2 separate regions of the Mus musculus genome follow, and region 1 is linked to region 2. Evidence: chromatin contacts called from public Micro-C data. All regions are on one chromosome and are shown on one strand. Each heading gives the region's core, a stretch centred on a gene start, on an enhancer-like site or on the middle of the called end of the contact. The rest is flanking DNA. Distances are from core to core; before and after follow the strand shown.

Region 1 (4,375 bases), core at 1,163-3,662, 130 kb after region 2:
GCTTATGGGACCCATCTGCCGACCTTATTCCTTCTTGGAGAATAGGAAGCAGTGTTCGGGCAGGACAGCCTCTAGACCACCTCCTCACAAGTCTTAGCCAGAGCCTGGGGGTGTTCTTTGTTCCCCACAGAGAAGTTCCCAGCAGCTGGCCATTTCAGCCAACCCATCCTGCCTTAACAGTGACAGAGCGCCATCTGTGGGGCATTTGTTGCCACTGCTCAGCGGAACTCACATAAATTCATAGGTCTACCATGATTAGAGGCCCCCAGAGTTGAGCAGGACATAGGCTGTGAAAGAAGGGACCAACAGGGACTGCCTACAAACTCCAGGCCACATGGGCAAACACCTGACACACACACTAGGCACCCAGTGAGGTTGGGGAGGGACATGGTCTTCTGTTTGCCTGAGTTTCTAACATTATCATTTCTGACCCGACAGTCTTAGGACATTGGTAGAGTCCTGGAGAAAGATTTCCACTCTGTTTAGAGAGACGTGGCAAACTGGGGGCTGCTGGGGCTCATTGCTGGGCCAGCATGCTAACTACTAGCATGGGCTACTTGTCCATCAAATAAATGCAAGTCCCTAAGGTGACAAAGTCGTCCCCAGACTATATACTTGTTTCATTTTGTAACTTAGCCCGAGGGCTTGGGCTTGAATTAATAGTAGAACAATGTTAGGTTTGGAGCCTGGGCTTTCAAATTTAACTAAATGCCTGAATGTGATTGCTTGGTTTTCTTCAAGTTAGTCTGGCCCCACCCCCACCCAACCCACCCAATTCTTCAAGTGTCAGATCTGCTCAGGCTGTCGGCATATTTTGTTGTTTATAAAGCAACCACCACCAAACTTTGGTACTTTGTATTTGCTGGGTACTAGGACTGTCCTGTTCCGATGTCATCCTCAGCTCAGTGACACTCCATAGACTCCTGGCCCCAAGAAGCTCAGCTGGCAGAGCCTTGGGATGGGGCCTACCTCCCCATCATCATTTGGGTTAGCATTGTTGCCCTAAGCTTGGGGGTTTTCATGAAACCTCTTGCACCTACCCTGTCCTTGCCTGTCCTCCAGCTGGCCACGACCCCTCTCTATAGGATCATGGTTCATTTCTTTCCAGACAAGCTAAAACTCTTCTTTTTCTTTTTCTCTTTCTTTTTCTTTTCCTTTTTCTTTTTCTCCTCTTTCTCTTTCTTTTTTTCTCTCCTGTTTTTTTTCTGATTCCCCTTTCCTTTTCAGTTTTTATTTTTGTTCTTGTTTTTCTCCCTAGCTTTCATTCTCTGGTCATAGCTGTTCTTGGCACACTGAACTGGTGAGTACATCAGAGGCTGGCACTTTCTGGTGAAGGTCCTGCTCCTTCTTATGGGAGACACTGGTATACCCTGTTGCCTGGGCAGCTGCCTGCTTCCCCCCCCCCCAGGAAAGCAGAAAGGCAACTCCTGGGTCTTCCAAAAGCTCCGTGTAAAGCTACCCCCCTCCCCCAGAAACCAGAAACCCTTCTCCAGGCACTGGGCCCATGAGAGGGTATAAGGCATGCTCATGACCGGCACCCAGTGCCAAAGTCAGTGTTCACTAGACAGTAGAAGGTGGTTTTGTAATTTTCCTGTGTCCTCTGTAGCTCAGGTTTCATGTCCCCAAGTTACTGGGTCACCCACAATCATGGAAATGGTACGAGTGTAGAGCCAGTGCCCTGGCTGTAGACAAAGGCCACACTTGGTCACCACTCTCTGCTCAAGTGTATTATGTCACACTTGGGACATATTGACACTGTTCATCTCAGGGCCCTGGCCCTGATATCCAGAGGGTGCAGAGAGATCTCTCTCAGGGGAACAGCAGTTGTATCTGCCATCTCTTTTCATCCACTAACTCCTGTGCTCTTCTCCCCCCCCCGCCCCCCCCCCCAGCCCTCTGCAAAGGCAGACCTTTGTCCTCTAATGGGACCAGAGAGCAGCAGGTGCCAGAGAAAGTGTGGAGAATTGCACTTCAACACTGAAGACTTGCGAGTGTTTGGGCTCTGTGCCCCGCCCTGTGGAGGATGAGGGCAAAAGCACTGTGACCTGCAGCTACTGTCCACTTGGGGTGAGCCAGGACTGGAACTGGTCTTGCTGACTAGTGCTTCTCCAGGAGAGGTCTAGCTTTGACTGCTGGTGACTTTCAGCCCAGAGAGTAGGCCCCACCCCAATCACACCAATGTGTAATGTTCCCTGCCGTGCAGGGGTAAGAATTGCTCCCGTGCTGGAGCCCACACTGGACACCCACCTCGTTCCCATAGTGACCATCAGTACTCTTGGAAGAAGATCTCAGAACTGCCCAGACTTGCCCCTAGTGGCAAGATGAAGGCTGTGGTCTCAGTGGTGACCCTGGGTGTCACACTGTGGTTACTCACTGTGGCCCTGAGCACTTGATGCTGAACAGACCCCAAGCCCAACCTTGTTCTGTCACACTGGTGTCTCTGTGAGGACAGCTGAGTCATGACCTCCCACCGGCCTCCTACCCTGTACTCCCAGACACAAAGGCTAGAATCCTATCCCCGGCTGCTGGTCAGGAACACAGTGGAAAGATCAGAGAAGAGGCCAGGGAGCATATGGGATGAGTCTGCAGAGGCCTGGCCCTGAAGAGTGTGGATCAAAGCACAGCCAAAGTATGGTGGAGTTGTGGCCCTCCTAGCCTGGAAGACCCCCAGCAGGTGGGCCTAGCCTGAGAACCTCAGGTGGCAAGGGCAGGTGACGAAGGTAGCTGAAGATGGCCTCGTCCACAGCCTGTGCACATAAGAAATGGTCCAGAAGAGAAGGTGAAGACAAGATGCTCCTAAGGGACCATCAGCCTCAGAAGGTAGCCACAGTGCAGTGGCCTACAGGTAGGTGGCAACATCTGCCCACTGGGGGCAGCCTTCCTTTCTGCACTATTTGAAGCCTTTTAGCTTAATTTAATGTGCCTTTTGAGATATGAACGAGGTCTCCCCTGCCAGAGGAGCCTGAGTGGCTATGTGGGCAAAAGGCTGGAAGCCTCCTGAATCCATTTCTAGATGTAACCCACAGATATGGGCTACATACTGTCCCTGTTCCTTCTAACTCAGATGTCTGCGCTCTCTGAGGAAGCTACCATGGCTAGTGCACTCCAGCTCCACCTTGCTGCTTGCAAAACTGAGACAGAAGCTTTCTATTTCATCTGTGATCAGACCCCTCACATAGTGGGAGCTTCCCTGATGCCCCCACACACATAGTGGGAGCTTCCCTGATGCCCCCACACACATAGTGGGAGCTTCCCTGTGCCCCGCACATAGTGGGAGCTTCCCTGTCCCCCTCACATAGTGGGAGCTTCCCTGTCCCCTGTACAGTGGTGAGCTCAAATGAACACAGGGTACCCTCCTCCCCATCTCTACAGACTGGAAGCTCATCCCTGTGATACAAAATGCTCCATCCTGCCCAGTTCCCACTGAAGATGTCAGAAGCAGCAACAGTGTGGGCAAAACCAATCCACTACACATATAACACAAATTGAGCCCAGTGCCTGGCACATTAGAGAAAAGTTCTCTACTCTTGAGCTATATGCCTAGCCTTTCTTACCTTCTATTTTCAATCAGTGCTCCATTAAGTTACCCAGAACTCACTCTGAACCCCAGGGGTGAACACTGTGTTCCTGATGACTCGACCTTCCAAGTAGCCAGGAGGACAGCCCTAGCTATACTGTGGGTAGAACAGATTCCATGACAAGATGGTCCTGTTGGCTCCAGGCCCTGGGACAAATCAAGAGTTTGGTCCCCTCTGGGCCACACCCAGACCATTGTGAGAGGAGGTGACTGAGGAAAAGGCTCCCCAGATCTGCTCTGAGGCTCACTGGGAATTGGGAAAACACTGGGTGTGTGCATCTCTTGGGATATGGAGGCCTGGGGCAGCTTCCTCTGAGGGATGGAGCTTGCCCAGTTTAGGGAAGGGTACAGAAATTCCAAGTCCTCACACCCAGGGTTACCTACAGCTTGCAGTGGGGTGTTGGCTCCAGTGTGGCCCGTTCAGCAGAGACATCCCACCACCTAAGAATGTCGTGTGGTTTCCTTGTAAGTGGTCCTGGTGAGGCCGCCTGTCCTGCCACTGACAGAGCAGAGCCTAGAACTTACCAGGGAGCGTGGTGGAACCTATTGCTGAGCATGGGGGACAGAAGTTTATGAAGGCAGGGGTGGGAGCTTAGAGGATGTCACATATGGAGACCAAGCACGTGCTTCAGAGTGGTAGGGACTAGCCCCCTTTTCAGCTACAGTAAAAGAGAAGTGCTGTGTAGCCATTTTTCCTGTACATGTGCTTCTCCTCATGAGCTCTCCTGTGTTGGCTCCATGTCCATCCCTCCCACGTGTCTTCCTGCTCTGGGAGGCCCTCTAGGGTGAGCCCTCTAA
Region 2 (4,817 bases), core at 1,405-3,904:
CTTCCTCAGGCTCCAGCCCAACTGTGTCCTCTGACATGCAGCCCATGCTAATCCAACTGTACCTTGAAAGCCTGTCACCAGAGCTGAACCTGACACCACTGTACCTGAATGGCCCTGTGCCCACAGGTTACTGAGGCTTCTTATCTGGACCCTCTCTAAGGTTCCCTGTGCCTGAGCCTGTATCACTACTTCTCCTCATTACCCTATCATTGTGTGAAGTACTATGTGAAATCTGGAGAGTATTATTATTAATTAAAATGGGAATGTAAGGGGCTGGAGAGCTGGCTCAGTAGTTATGAGACACACACACACATGTGATTAATAAAATAAACCTTTAAGAAAAGATTGGCATGAACCTGTCATTAGCAATGCCCTGCTAGCAAACAAATCAAACTTGGTCCATTGTAGCCAATGAAACTGAGAGAGCTTGTGATTTTTCAAATGTATCTATGATTTAGGTATTCAAACCACCTAATAAACCATAAAAGTACATGACTGTTTCCAGGATTTCAAGGTTAGCTCAGTTGTATAGCAAGTTCAAGGTCAGCCTGGGCTACATGGAAATCTGTCTCAAATTAAAAGTAAAGGAGCTTGGTATGGCGGCTCCTGGCTCTTTTTTTTTTTTATATCAGCACCACTTGAGAGGTGTAGGCAAGGAGGTCAGAAATTGAGTATCAGAGGTGCAGTGGTGGCGCATGCCTTTAATCCCACCACTTGGGAGGCAGAGGCGGGTAGAGTTCTGAGTTCGAGGCCAGCCTGGTCTACAGAGTGAGTTCTAGTACAGCCAGGGCTATACAGAGAAACCCTGCCTCGAAAAACAAACAAACAAACAAACAAACAAACAAAAATTAAGTATTATCCTCAGCTACTTTTAAGTTCTAGGCCAGTTTGGCTACACTAGACCCTGTCATAAACAGAAGATTTCTCTGGGGCACATCTTCATCTGGTGGCACAGGCAGCATCCCTCTGAATGCACTTGTTGTCCTGCTCCCCTCCTGGTCCTCCCACCTGCAGTAGTTTTGTGGAAAGGTCGCTAAAAACAAGTTGGCTGAGGCACACAAAGTAGGGCCAGGGTACAGACAATTCTGCCTGGGAGGTTGGCACAGGCTCAAAGACACATGGCAGCACCCGAGCTCTGCACCTGGTCTGTACCGTGGCCCCAACCCGTACCTCCGGGAGCCAGCCATGAGTTGTCTTCACTGGGACAGACCCTTATTTTGGATATGATTTTCATTTTCAGTCCACTGATCTCACATTGGTATTATCAGTTAGAGACCTGTTACTTGGAGATCCCATCACCCGACACGTGCCTCCCACCCCCGACCCACTTGCAGCTCTGTGTGTGTACATGCGCATGCGCGTGCGTGCGTGCGTGCTGGCTGTGTGATGTAGTCTGCCGGATGGTGGTCTACCTGAGGAGCTCTTCGCTCCAGTACTCACCCTCTCTCTGCATCTATCTATCCTGTCATCCAACCCTCAGAACTCACTCTGTCAGGTGAAGGCCCACCCAGACAGAATACCTATATGTTTTGTGAAGTTTCTTGTTATTCTGTGCTCAGTCTCCCATGTTCTTGGATTAGAGGCACGCACCACAATGTCTGGATGTGACAGTTACCTTTAATTGTCTTTTGGCACAACCTAGACAGAGTCACCTCGGAAAAGAGTCTCACTGAGAGATTGTCTACATGGGGCAGTCTTGTGAGCATTTCTGTGAGGATGTAATAAATTAATGTGAGAAAACCCAGCCCCATGTGGGTGGTACCATTCTCTAGGCAGAGGGACACCCCCAACCCCAAAGTGAAGAAATGGGAGTTGAACACAAGCGAATAAGCAAGTGAGAGCATGCGCTTCTCTCGGCTCTTGACTGCAGATATATGTAACTAGTTGTTTGAAGTTCCTGCCTTGACTTTCCCACAATGATAGACTATAACCTGGAATTGCATGCTGGAATATACTTATTTGTTCCCTGAGTTGCTTTTCGTCTTGGACTTTAATACAGCAGTAGAAATGAAACTAGAACACACGATCACAGGACAAAACAAACAAACAAACAAACAAAGTGAGGGAACAGAGTGCTGAGATACAGGTTTTAGGCAGAGCTCTTGACCCTAGGTTCTATGTCCAGTATCAGAAGGGGAGGGGGCAAAGAGAAGCAGGGAGGACAGAACTCTGAATGTTGGGGTCCGGGATAACATTTGTTTGCTGAAGCCTGAAAAAAACGTTTCTCTCCCTACAGAGCCCTGGAAAGCAGCTTTTGGAGCCGGGAAGCAAAGGGTTAAGGGTTGGGACACCCACGTGCAACTCGCGGGCGCTGCTCATGGCTGCTCACATCCAGCACGCAATGAGGGTGAGTGATTCCTACCACGGATAGTCCCTCGTAGGCGCGTGGCCCTGGGCGACCCGCAGGCACATTTAACCTGGATGGCTTTTAGATCCCCACACAGCACAGCGGGACCCTCTAAACCACCAGGGTCATCTTCGGCAATGTCATTTCTTACTTTAACGGACCCAGGACTTATTTCTTAAAGGAATAAGCGCAACGATCTGGGGAAGCCAAGGGGCGGGCGACGCTGGGCCGGCGCCGGCTGGAGCGCCTGCAGGGGCGGGCCGGGGTTCGGGGCGCTGCCCGTGGTGACGCGCGGCCCCCGCCCGCCGCAGCGCCACTGCGATGGCTGAGCCCGACCGTCGGACGCCGCCGCCCGAAGCCTGATCGAGGGGAACCTTGGTGAGCAGCGGTGCGATCCTCAGGATCCCACGCATCCCACAGTTGACCTGGGAGGGGATGAGGGACGCGCTTTGCAGGGCTCCTTACGCTCCACCCGCTCCTGGCACTGAATATTCAGGGCTGGCGGATGCCCTGCGCTGCGGGCTGTAGGTGGCTTGGGGTGCCGGGGATGACACCGGAATGGAGCAAGGTGGTGACGCCCAGGGTGGCGGAGATAGCACGGGAATAGAAAAGGGTGGCGATGCCCAGGGTGTATGGGGATGGCGCAGGGTAGCGACTCTTGGGGTGGCGCCGGGATGGAGCGGGATGGCACGGGGATGGAGCAGGGTGGCGGGGCTTGCTCGACTCTCCCTGGTGATCCGGGGTCCGGAGGCCTTGCCCGAGTTGGGGTGTTTGCCTCTCTGGGAGATTTCTCGCGTTCCACTGGCAATTTATTTCACTGCACCGGTTTCCCGCGGTGTGCGGGAGCAGGGCCAGCCCAGCGCAGGCCTAGGGAGCTGCCGGTGACGCTGCGCTGGGTGTGGACGCGCAGGTGCGCCGCCGCCGCCGCTGCCGCTGCCGCTGGGGACTCGTCGTCTTCACAGTACCTCCTCCAGGATGGTGCTGCCAGGCCTTTTAGATTTTTAATTTTGGGGCAGATGGTTTAAATTTTTCCCGTGTTCCCGTTTCCGGGATGAACGCACAGCAGTGGGATCTATGCTGAGGATATGCAAGGCCACCGAATTACCATTTACTTGCGTTTGGGAGTTGGTGAGAGGACGCTGGCCTGGGCACTTTTCTTAGGAAAAGGACCTGCCTATCCATTTGACCTTGCCTACTTAAAAAAGAAAATGTTAGGGTTTTTAAAAAGGCAAAAATCAAAAAAACAAAAAAACCAAACCTTCTGCTTCCCAGCTAGATTCAGGCTTCCTCCACAAGATGGTGAAATGTGCAGAGCCCTCTTTGCCGACTGCCTGCAAATACAGCTAAGCCGGCAGTGAAGCCAGTGGTGACTCAGATCTGGGCGCTCTCTGCAGAACAGCAGGACACCAGAAAAGGCTCTGGCCTTGGTTGTGGGGCCCAAACTAGAGAACAGAGTTGCGGGAGTGGGTACTTCCAGCTTGCTCTGTAGGTGGAGTGAAGAAGGCCAGGGTCCTCTTTCCACCAAGGTACCCAATTAATACACCGAGAACAAGGCCCTCTTGGCCCTCTTTTCTCAGGAAGCCAACGTGTGGTTGTGAATTTAAACCCTTAGAGCAATAGCCTGCAGTATTTCACTCTACACTGGTGGGGCTAGGAGTCTGGTTCACCAAGCTTTGAGGCACACCAACACGGAAGACATTAGAGTGTTTTCTGCAGGAAGAGCATTGGCCAAGCCCACACGGTTCCAAGTGGTTTCTGTGCCTGAGGACCTGTGTCCCCTTCCCGGGGGTTGCCCTGGCAGAACCAAGTTGTGTGGCTGTAAGGAAATACCATAACCACTGGTCTAACCTTAGCTTAAAAGAGAATCGTCAGCCATACATAAGCCACCATAGCTTGTTCAAAAAAATTGGTAAGTAAACGGTGTGATTTGGAAAGGAGAAAGTGGATGTTGGCTGAGTCCTGATGGAACAGAGAACCTGTCACTAATGGCCTTTGCTGCCCTGCCTCTCCTGTTTCTCATAAGAATCTCCCACCCACAACCTGACCCTAGTGGCAGCTGATGGCAGTCAGCCAGCCAGTTCAAGGTCTGAGGTTTGGGCACCAAAGTTTGTATTCTTTGTGATTTCAAAATCCAGGAGAATGAAAAAAAAAAGCTATAATAATTCAAAAGGTATTGCTGGATGTGGTGGCTCACACCCCCTGGAGTTTGAGGCAGGAGGATTGCTTTGAGTTCAGGCTGGGCTATATAGTATGTTCTGGACCTACATGGTGTCCAGAATATGATCGTGCCACAATACTAAATATGTCTTGGGCTACAGACTAGGACCTTGTCTTGATAATGAAATCAGTAAAACTTGTTATTACGTGAAGTGAAAAGATAAAAAGGAACTCTGTCATAAGCAGCACTGTAGGCGCCGTCCTGTTTCCCTTACGGGAGGCGGCTTCACATGAATCTTTCGCCATCACCTCG

The links. Hi-C and Micro-C count contacts between places; a contact is called where the count stands out from the background.
Region 1: a Micro-C map of brown adipocytes shows a contact between it and region 2, with 4 times the contacts expected there. The contact joins the enhancer-like site here to the promoter of Jakmip3 in region 2. A contact is called at or near these places in 2 of 39 promoter capture datasets (3T3-L1-derived adipocytes and hippocampal neurons) and 8 of 484 Hi-C or Micro-C datasets (ECoMG myeloid progenitors, the N1E-115 cell line, brown adipocytes and 2 more).

Annotation. Positions count from the first base shown.
Region 1 is chr7:139,063,414-139,067,788 of GRCm38.p6, forward strand. It overlaps Jakmip3 (janus kinase and microtubule interacting protein 3), which reads left to right. Exons shown (of 20, transcript NM_028708.2): 18 at 1,228-1,300; 19 at 1,893-2,845. The coding sequence ends at 1,278. Among named protein-coding and RNA genes, the nearest start is that of Dpysl4, 20 kb to the right of the region's middle. Within about 2 kb of position 2,413, at least 9 of the 459 cell types and tissues checked have an H3K27ac peak or open chromatin away from gene starts, as enhancers often do. A contact at or near this core is called in the N1E-115 cell line and brown adipocytes, where this site is marked.
Region 2 is chr7:138,938,076-138,942,892 of GRCm38.p6, forward strand. It overlaps Jakmip3 (janus kinase and microtubule interacting protein 3), which reads left to right and starts at 2,655. Exons shown (of 20, transcript NM_028708.2): 1 at 2,655-2,725.